2 separate regions of the Rattus norvegicus genome follow, and region 2 is linked to region 1. The links are chromatin contacts, called in public Hi-C maps. All regions are on one chromosome and are shown on one strand. The core of a region is the stretch at or near the end of the contact, and the rest is flanking DNA. Distances in the headings are between cores, read along the strand shown. Region 1 has its middle 51 kb from the start of Ssx2ip. Region 2 has its middle 32 kb from the start of Rpf1.

Region 1 (3,899 bases), core at 708-3,207:
GTGCCGGGCATCAGATCCAGGAACCTCGGAGCCTGCTAAACACTCTACCACTGATCAGAATCCACAGACCTTCTTACCTACTCTAGGGGCTTGGATCTGATATAGAAGATCAATTACTTTATAACAACTGATGCTCCCTAGTCTGCTGGCTCAGTCCCAGGGCTACCAAAATGCTTTTGTCAGTCTAGGAAGGGCTGGGTTCATTCTTTTGCTCTAGATGTGTGGTTCTCCATAATCCATCCCCAGCTGCTGACTTGCTAAATGCTTGGTCATGATGACTCAAGCTGGTCAGTGATAGAAAGCAGGACCATCTGTTGTGGGATTCCCAGTACCTACCAGAGACAGGTTGGAGGAAGGAGGATCAGAAGTTTAAGGTCATCCTCAACTACATAGAAAGTTTAGAGCCAGCCTGGGATACATGAGATCCTGTCTCAAAACAAAACGAAACAAAAACCTTAAATAGACAAACAGGCATAGTCTTCCTTTGCCTCTGGGGGGGAAAAAAGCAAGAATTGCCTAGTAAATGATAAACTTCAGGTTACACGGTTCTGCCCAAAATTCCACAGCATCACCAGTTTTTCTTGAGAGATTAGCATTTGAGGCATGATGTGGTCCCCAGAATCCTGGGGTCCATCTCGCCACAAGGTACCATTGAGTCACGTCCTTTGTGCCATGCTGAAGTGAAACAGACCATTCCTCCCACATTTGATCAGCATTTGCCAAGAGCAACAGCATGCCTACTATGTGCTAGGGTGGGGCAGCTCTCAGGGACACAGCACTTTTGAGGTCTGCTTTCGTCTGTGCCTTCCTTCCATCCCCGGAGCCCGTGGCCACTCACCATCCCTTAAAGCTAGGAGAGCTGCTCCTGGGTTTGCCTGTAGACTTGGAGCCATAGCTCGGCAGGGCTTGAAGCTGTAGTGTAGAGGTGCTCAGTGCCAGCCCACGCTGCTGTAGGTAATCAGAATAACCTCCCTTACTTCACCAAGATGGATCCACCAGAATCTTTCTTGGCTAGTCTGTACCCTTTTAATTTAGGGGATAAATATCTGATGTCTCCTCAGGACATCTCTCCCATCGCACCCCACACATGATAAACCCCATGTCATGCAAAGCAGGATGCCACTGGATCTGAGTTGAATCTGCGAGTGTCGGAAGCAGACTTTACAGACTCCCGGTAGCGTGGCGCAGCCTGGAAGTACTTCAAAAGGCTCTGCAGCTCTGGGAGGTTCTAGGCGGTTCTCTTGCACAAATCCTTCACGACCCTTTTGCCTCATGGGTCACGTTCCGCAGAGTGTTGCCATTACCGCTCCCCCCCCCCCCAGCTATGGGAAGATGTGTGCATGCTTGCACAGCAAGATGTGTGCATGCTTGCACTGGAATGTGTGTTCATGCTTACGCTGGAAGATGTGTGCATGCTTATGCTGGAAGAACAGTTGGGACTATTCTAATGCTACACCAGGCAAAATTCCTATTTTAGACATGAGCTTAGAACAAAAATGTGCTTCAAATTGTGTCAGTGATTTACATATCCTTGGGCTTCAGAGGAAATCTGGGCTTTAAACGGAAATCTTTCCCATTCTATGAACGTTCAGAATTTCCACAGATGTACCACAGTCAGGAAGGGTGTCTCCAGGGTGAGAGAAGCTTCACCTAACAGGGCTGCCATATCACCACTTACGCTGGAGATGTGCATGCAGTGTGCTTTAACAGCTTCCAGTCTGTCTACCCTGTGTTTAAAAGGCTTCTCACGTCCACTGTATTGATTGCCGGACCCACTCACTAATGGACTGTGATCTGTGGTTAGAAAAACACTCCAGCAGAAAAGCGGAAGAGTGGCTGAGAACTCAAGACTAAGTGGAGGCTGAGATGGCTGCTGGGAAGGTTTGGGGATGCGGTGGGATCCATACTGAGGATGTGCTGGGATCCATACTGAGGATGTGCTGATCCATGGAGGCCCGAGGCTCTGGTCTGAGGAGCTGGTCTGTCTGGGTGAAGAGGGAGGAGATACCTGTGCTGGTAAGAAGGGCACACAGAACATTAACTGTCCTCATGGCCAGACCCAGCCCATGCCCTACAGCGTGAAAGGCTCAGGCTCTGAAGCCCCGCCCCCTAAGCAATCCTATATAATCCCGCATCTGCTTAGTCTGCTGCTGCTTCTCTCCCCAGCAGAGGCAGCCTCCTTCCTGGGGTTTTCTCTCCCAACATAGGTCTTCTGTGAGGTTTGTTGCCCTGTGCTGTTTGGTGGTATTCCTTGGCTCCCCATTTTACATGTCGTGACTCTGAGGGGAAGGGCTTCCCTATAGAAGTGTTACAGCCTTTCTTCAGCTCCTGCAGGGGAAGGTTTCCTCTATGCGAGGGTAACAGCTCTGCTCCGTTAGGGGCTGGTTTCCCCAGCGAACGCCGCGTTACAGCTCTGCTCTGAGAGGTATCCTGGCAGTCCGGAGATGCCATAAAGGAATGCTAGAAAGCCACACTGTACAACAAACCTCACACAAGAGATTATTGGCAGAGTAAACCCCTGAAAGGAGGCTGCCTCCACTTGGGAGAGAAACGGCAGGGAACTGAGCAGAAGGCAAGGTTTATATATAGGATTTTATTAGGAGGAAGGGGTGTTCTAAGGTGGAGATTTCCACGGTGAGGATTGGTGGGATTTCAATTCCTGAGCTTGGGTGAGCTCAGGATTGGTGGGTTTTCCTGTTCAGGGATTGGTGGGCTTTTCTGTTCAGCGATTTGGTGGGGTTTTGTGTTTAGTGATTGGTGGGATTCTTCTGTTTCTTGGCCCTGGTCTGGGGACCAAGTCAGGATAGAGTTGGTCCTTTGTCCTTTTGTCCTACGCCAACATCTAGGACACCTTCTAATCCAATCTGCCATACTTAGAATCTCTCGACCCTGACGGCACTTAATTCACACCTCATTTTATATACATAACACTTCCTAAAATATGGATTAGTTGCCTTTCGGGTCTGTTTCCATCACTGAGGTTAAACATCATTAGGACGGTAAGGTTTTACTCACTGTTGTACACCACTGTCTACGGCAGTGACTCACGCATAGCAGGTATTTCGCCAGTATTTGACATGGACAAGGAAGGAGGCTGGAAAATGCTTAGCCTTGTCTCTGAATAATGAAACTGTCACCTACACTCTGTGGAAGACCCAAAAGTTGGATCAGTACCTTCATACTCCTTACCTTCTATGCCTGTCATTCATCCAGCCAGCCATCTGTCCCTCCATTCATCTACCCATTCATCCATCCACCCATCCATCCATACATCCGTCCATTCATCCATCCATCCAATAATTCCTCCCTCCCTCCCTCCATTCATCCAACTATCTGTCCTCCATCTATCCAGCCATCCCTCCCTCCATCCCTCCAAGCATCCATCCATCAAACCAGTCCTCCCCACATCCACCCACCAGCCATTTCTCCTCCTCTCTTTCCTCCCCGCATTCCTCTTTCTCTCATCCAGGACTTTCTGTGTTGCTATGCCGATCAGTGTTATTATTAAGATGGGTGAGGCTACCCTGCCTCTGGTCTGAGAGGCTGCAGGTGCAGCAGCCATGTAAGGGAGGAATGACAACAGAAATCGGAAATACTGTGAAGAAGGCTGCTCCCCAAGTCTCACACTCTCACCAAATGCTTTGCTTCCCTCGAACTTCTGTTTCACCCACAATGTCTGTGCTAGACTTGATGGCCTAAATCTGTGTTGTGACAATAGCCATATAAGAGTATTAAATTGTTATAATACTGAGTAGGCTTTTCAAAATGTTTACACACAACAAAAGCAACAAATAATAAACAATTCACAAAGGAAGTGGGCAACACACTAACATCTTACTCTGCACATTGAATAGCCCAGCCCCTCATCTCATGCCTCTCTCTGGCTAAAAATAAAGAGA
Region 2 (3,917 bases), core at 1,275-3,774, 200 kb before region 1:
CGAGCCTGATGTCTGAGTCTTCATAGAATGAAGAAAGATGTCTAGGTCTGAAGGTTAGGTTCAAATGACGGCGAGATGGGAAACAGGCATAGACTCAAAGCCTTCAACCCTCCAGTAGCTCTCTGTGGAAACCGTCAGTGCATGGCTCCTCATTTAATTCCCCATTCATTGGTTGGCACCCCTGGGAACGTTAGTGTTACCCACAGTCACAGAATAGGAAACTGAAGCCTAGTTACCTAAGTTTCCTCAGTTCACAACGGCACGCACGCGGACTCGCAAACACATGCACACACACGCACACACACACCACACACACACACTCACACGCACACACACCACACACACACACTCACACACATAACACACACACTCACACACATAACACACACACTCACACACATAACACACACTCACACACATAACACACACACTCACACACATAACACACACACATAACACACACACTCACACGCACACACACCACACACACTCACACACCACACACTCACACACACCACACATTCACACACATAACACACACACACACACACACACACACACACACCGTATTAATGTTCCCCTCCGGGCTATGAGCTCAGACTTCACAGTTGTGTCCTCCACAGTTAAATTTCCAAACACATTTCAGACTCTAGGTAGAGAGAGAGGGGGGGGGGGAGGGAGGGAGAGAGAGAGGGAGGGAGAGAAGGGTCTGGTTTGATGGCCAAAAATCTGGTCTCTTACTTCAAGACATGAAGGATCCCTTCAATCACCCCCTTCCTCCTCCTCAACTGATCAATGTATGGTTTTATTTTTAAATCTGAGCTATGCTAAGAGTCCTACAGCAAGCCTCCTCAGTTACATTCTGTCTGCCCTACTTTGTCTTGTGAGGCAGGTGAGGAAAATAATCTTCCCTTCTCTCTCCTGCCTATTTCCGGGAACTGCCACAGCTGTCACCATCCTGACCCATCTCCCACCCCATCTCCCACCCCCCACCTCCCCACCTTGGTGGTGGGAAAACAGTTTAGCTTGTTCTCAGAACAGAAACAGACAAGCGAGGAACTCTAGCTGGGAAACAGAAGCAACCTCTGTAACCAGAGACCGACAGAGCGCTTTCCCGCCAGTCACTGGGAAGGAGAGCATGCTTGCAAGTCTCCATTTTGGGCTACGTGTCCTGAAGTGTTTAATACTGTGATAGAAGGAAACAGCCCTTGTGCATAGGCCTTTTCAATACTTTCCAGAACCTAATCAATCAAACCTAGTCTCATGACACTGTGACTAAGCTCTGCTAAGCCTATGACTTCCAGGGCCTTGTGCTTCACCCTACACATAGGCTGGAGGGAGGTACAAAGTCTCAAGTTCATGAGAACAGAGATTGACAAACTCACCCCCACATTCCCATATGCCTTTCCCCTGTACCCCAACCCTCTTCAACCCAGACCGAGATCCTACCTCCCAAGGGTCAGGAAAAGGCACAAAATGAAACAGCTGGCAGCCTTCGTCTTGCAAACCAGGCAATCCTTGGGTGTGCAGTGCTTCTGCGACCTCCCAGGGACAGCTGGGTGGGGGTTGGAAGACTGTGGGGACCTGGGGCTGTCCAGCCTGCACACTCTGCCGTCACCTGCTCTACAATTGGGGCTTCCAAGTACAGACCATGCAAAGGAAGAGAGCTAAGCCCTGTGGTTCTTTCTTAGCCGTTCTTCCAAAGCTCACTGTAGATGGCTTGAATCCAGCAACTGTGCAAAAGGTGGAACGCTTTTGGTATCTTCTGGTTCAACAAGACCCAAAAGTATCAATTTATTTAAAAAATCTGTTGTATAAGACTGCAGGCGGAGGAAGGAAGGCGTCTGGGAGAAAGATGTCCAGAGTTCCCTCAGAAGGATAAAGGGCCCAACTAGTGAGGGGACCACAGAGAGTTCAAGGAATGATGCGAGGGGTGATGGAAGTCACAGGGTAAAGGGCCACACACAAAGCTATGGGATCAGCTGACACTGGCTGGAAAGCCAGCTTGGGCAAGTTTGAGGTATCAGAAATATGCAGAAGCCCAGAGGAGAGTCTTTCCCAGAGCTTACAGAGATGTTCCTCCAAACGTTGAGCATTGCATCTGTGTTAAACAAACAAGCTTGGATAATTGCAGGGTAAAAATAACCGTTAAAGAGCCTTGGTAACATAAGGGAAGGAGGATAAAAGAGAAGAGACTCAGTCCATCTACATATGCAAGGAGAATAAAGTCATACCCAAATCCACGGTCAAAATTAAGAAGATGGCACTAGGATTCTGTTTCCCTGAGGCCAGGGATCAAGTGATTTGATAATTCGCTAGACCATTTCTTGGCTGTTTTCCTTCTCACAGCATCACGCTATGAACAAACTAAGCTGTGGGATCCCTGAAAGCTCTCCTTAGCACAGGCAATGAGAGGACCCACGGGAGGTGAAGGGTGGGTTCTCCCAAGCTCCCCACAGTAGGATGTCTTCAGCACTATCCCACACTTTCAATCTTGAGTTATAATGTACTTGTGGGAGGATTCTGCAAGGCTCTCTGCAAACCTAAAAATACACCAAGCCTCTTACCAACGGTATGCATGGCAACAGTCTGCTTGCCAGCTTTTGGAGAAATACCCTTCAACTCTCCCAGTCATTAGTTACAAAAATAAGATGCATTCGGTGTGATCACAGTGTGTGGTCTTTAGAGTCGTCCTCGGGGAAATACCAGCAGTGAAAGAAAAGAAACCCGGGGGAGGAGGCTGTTGTTGTTTGTTTGCTGGTTTGTTTGTTTCTCATCCAAAGATCTTCTGGGTTGAATTCTTGTGAGCCTAGGTTGACACTCAAGGACAAACAATCCATACATGTTAATATCTTTCTGCAGGATTTACATTTGGGAATAGAAACGCAAATAGGATCTAATTAATACTTTCTATTGGTAGAAAAGGGATAACCATGCTTAATGTTGAAAAATTATTTCCTGCATGGACCACCATGTTTATTACAATGATAAAGCATTATTAACAGGAAAATTAATCATGACAAATCTCTGTATGTATTAGTAGTTCATAATGGCACGTATATTCCAAAATAGGTGATAAGGTTATTAGAAAATAAAAATTCAACCTTTTGGGTAGCAACTTTACTTTTTTCTTCCTTCAATTCCATTGTTAACATGGGAGCTGATTAAAAAAAATTCCAGAATGTTTCAGCTTTTGATCAGATCTATACAGTGTTTAAAATACCAAGTTTTTGAGCTGGGGAGAAGGCTTCATGAATAAAGTACTTGCACCCAAGTAGGAGGACTGAGCTCCGGGTCCCCAGCCCATATGAACGCCAGAGGGCCTACCTGTAACTCAGCACTCCAGGAGCAGAGTTTACTGTGAACTAGCTGGCTAGTTGGTCTTGCTGAATTTGCAAATTGGCAAGCTCTGGGTTCAAGTGAGAGATTAGGCCTCAGTAAAATGAAATGGAAGGAAATGGAGGACAGTCCCTGATGTCTACCTCTGACTTCCACACGCATACACACAAGCATGCCGTACACATGTGAAATAAGGTAAAATCAGAACCCTTGCAAATATGCAGTCTCTAAGACACTGCCTGGTCTTAGTCCTCGTGATTCTACTCCAGACAGGCTGGCTTTCTTGTTGCTCCAGTAATAAGGGCACCTACATCTTGCTCTTCATCACTAAAATCTAGACCACCTCAGGGAGGCCTTCTATGCTGAGCTGACCAGCCCTGCAGGATTAGCTCCTACTCTGAAGACAGCAGCCCCTTCCCCAGTTCCTACCCTTCTCCTCTCTTCTCTTGTCCCTCTCCTCTCCCCTCTCCTCTCTCCCCTCCTCTCTCCCCTCCCCCCACTCCCCTCTCACCTTTCCTCCTCCCTTCTCTCCCTCCCTCCCTCCCTCCCTTTGTCCCTCATCTCTCTCTCTCCCTCCC

What was found. Hi-C and Micro-C count contacts between places; a contact is called where the count stands out from the background.
Region 2: a contact with region 1 is called in a Hi-C map of the A7r5 cell line, with 4 times the contacts expected there. The contact joins two enhancer-like sites. A contact is called at or near these places in 5 of 12 Hi-C or Micro-C datasets (the A7r5 cell line, the Rat2 cell line, frontal cortex and 2 more).

Annotation. Positions count from the first base shown.
Region 1 is chr2:237,905,894-237,909,792 of GRCr8, reverse strand. No RefSeq gene overlaps it. Among named protein-coding and RNA genes, the nearest start is that of Ssx2ip, 51 kb to the left of the region's middle. Within about 2 kb of position 1,957, at least 4 of the 93 cell types and tissues checked have an H3K27ac peak or open chromatin away from gene starts, as enhancers often do.
Region 2 is chr2:238,107,983-238,111,899 of GRCr8, reverse strand. No RefSeq gene overlaps it. Among named protein-coding and RNA genes, the nearest start is that of Rpf1, 32 kb to the right of the region's middle. Within about 2 kb of position 2,524, at least 21 of the 93 cell types and tissues checked have an H3K27ac peak or open chromatin away from gene starts, as enhancers often do.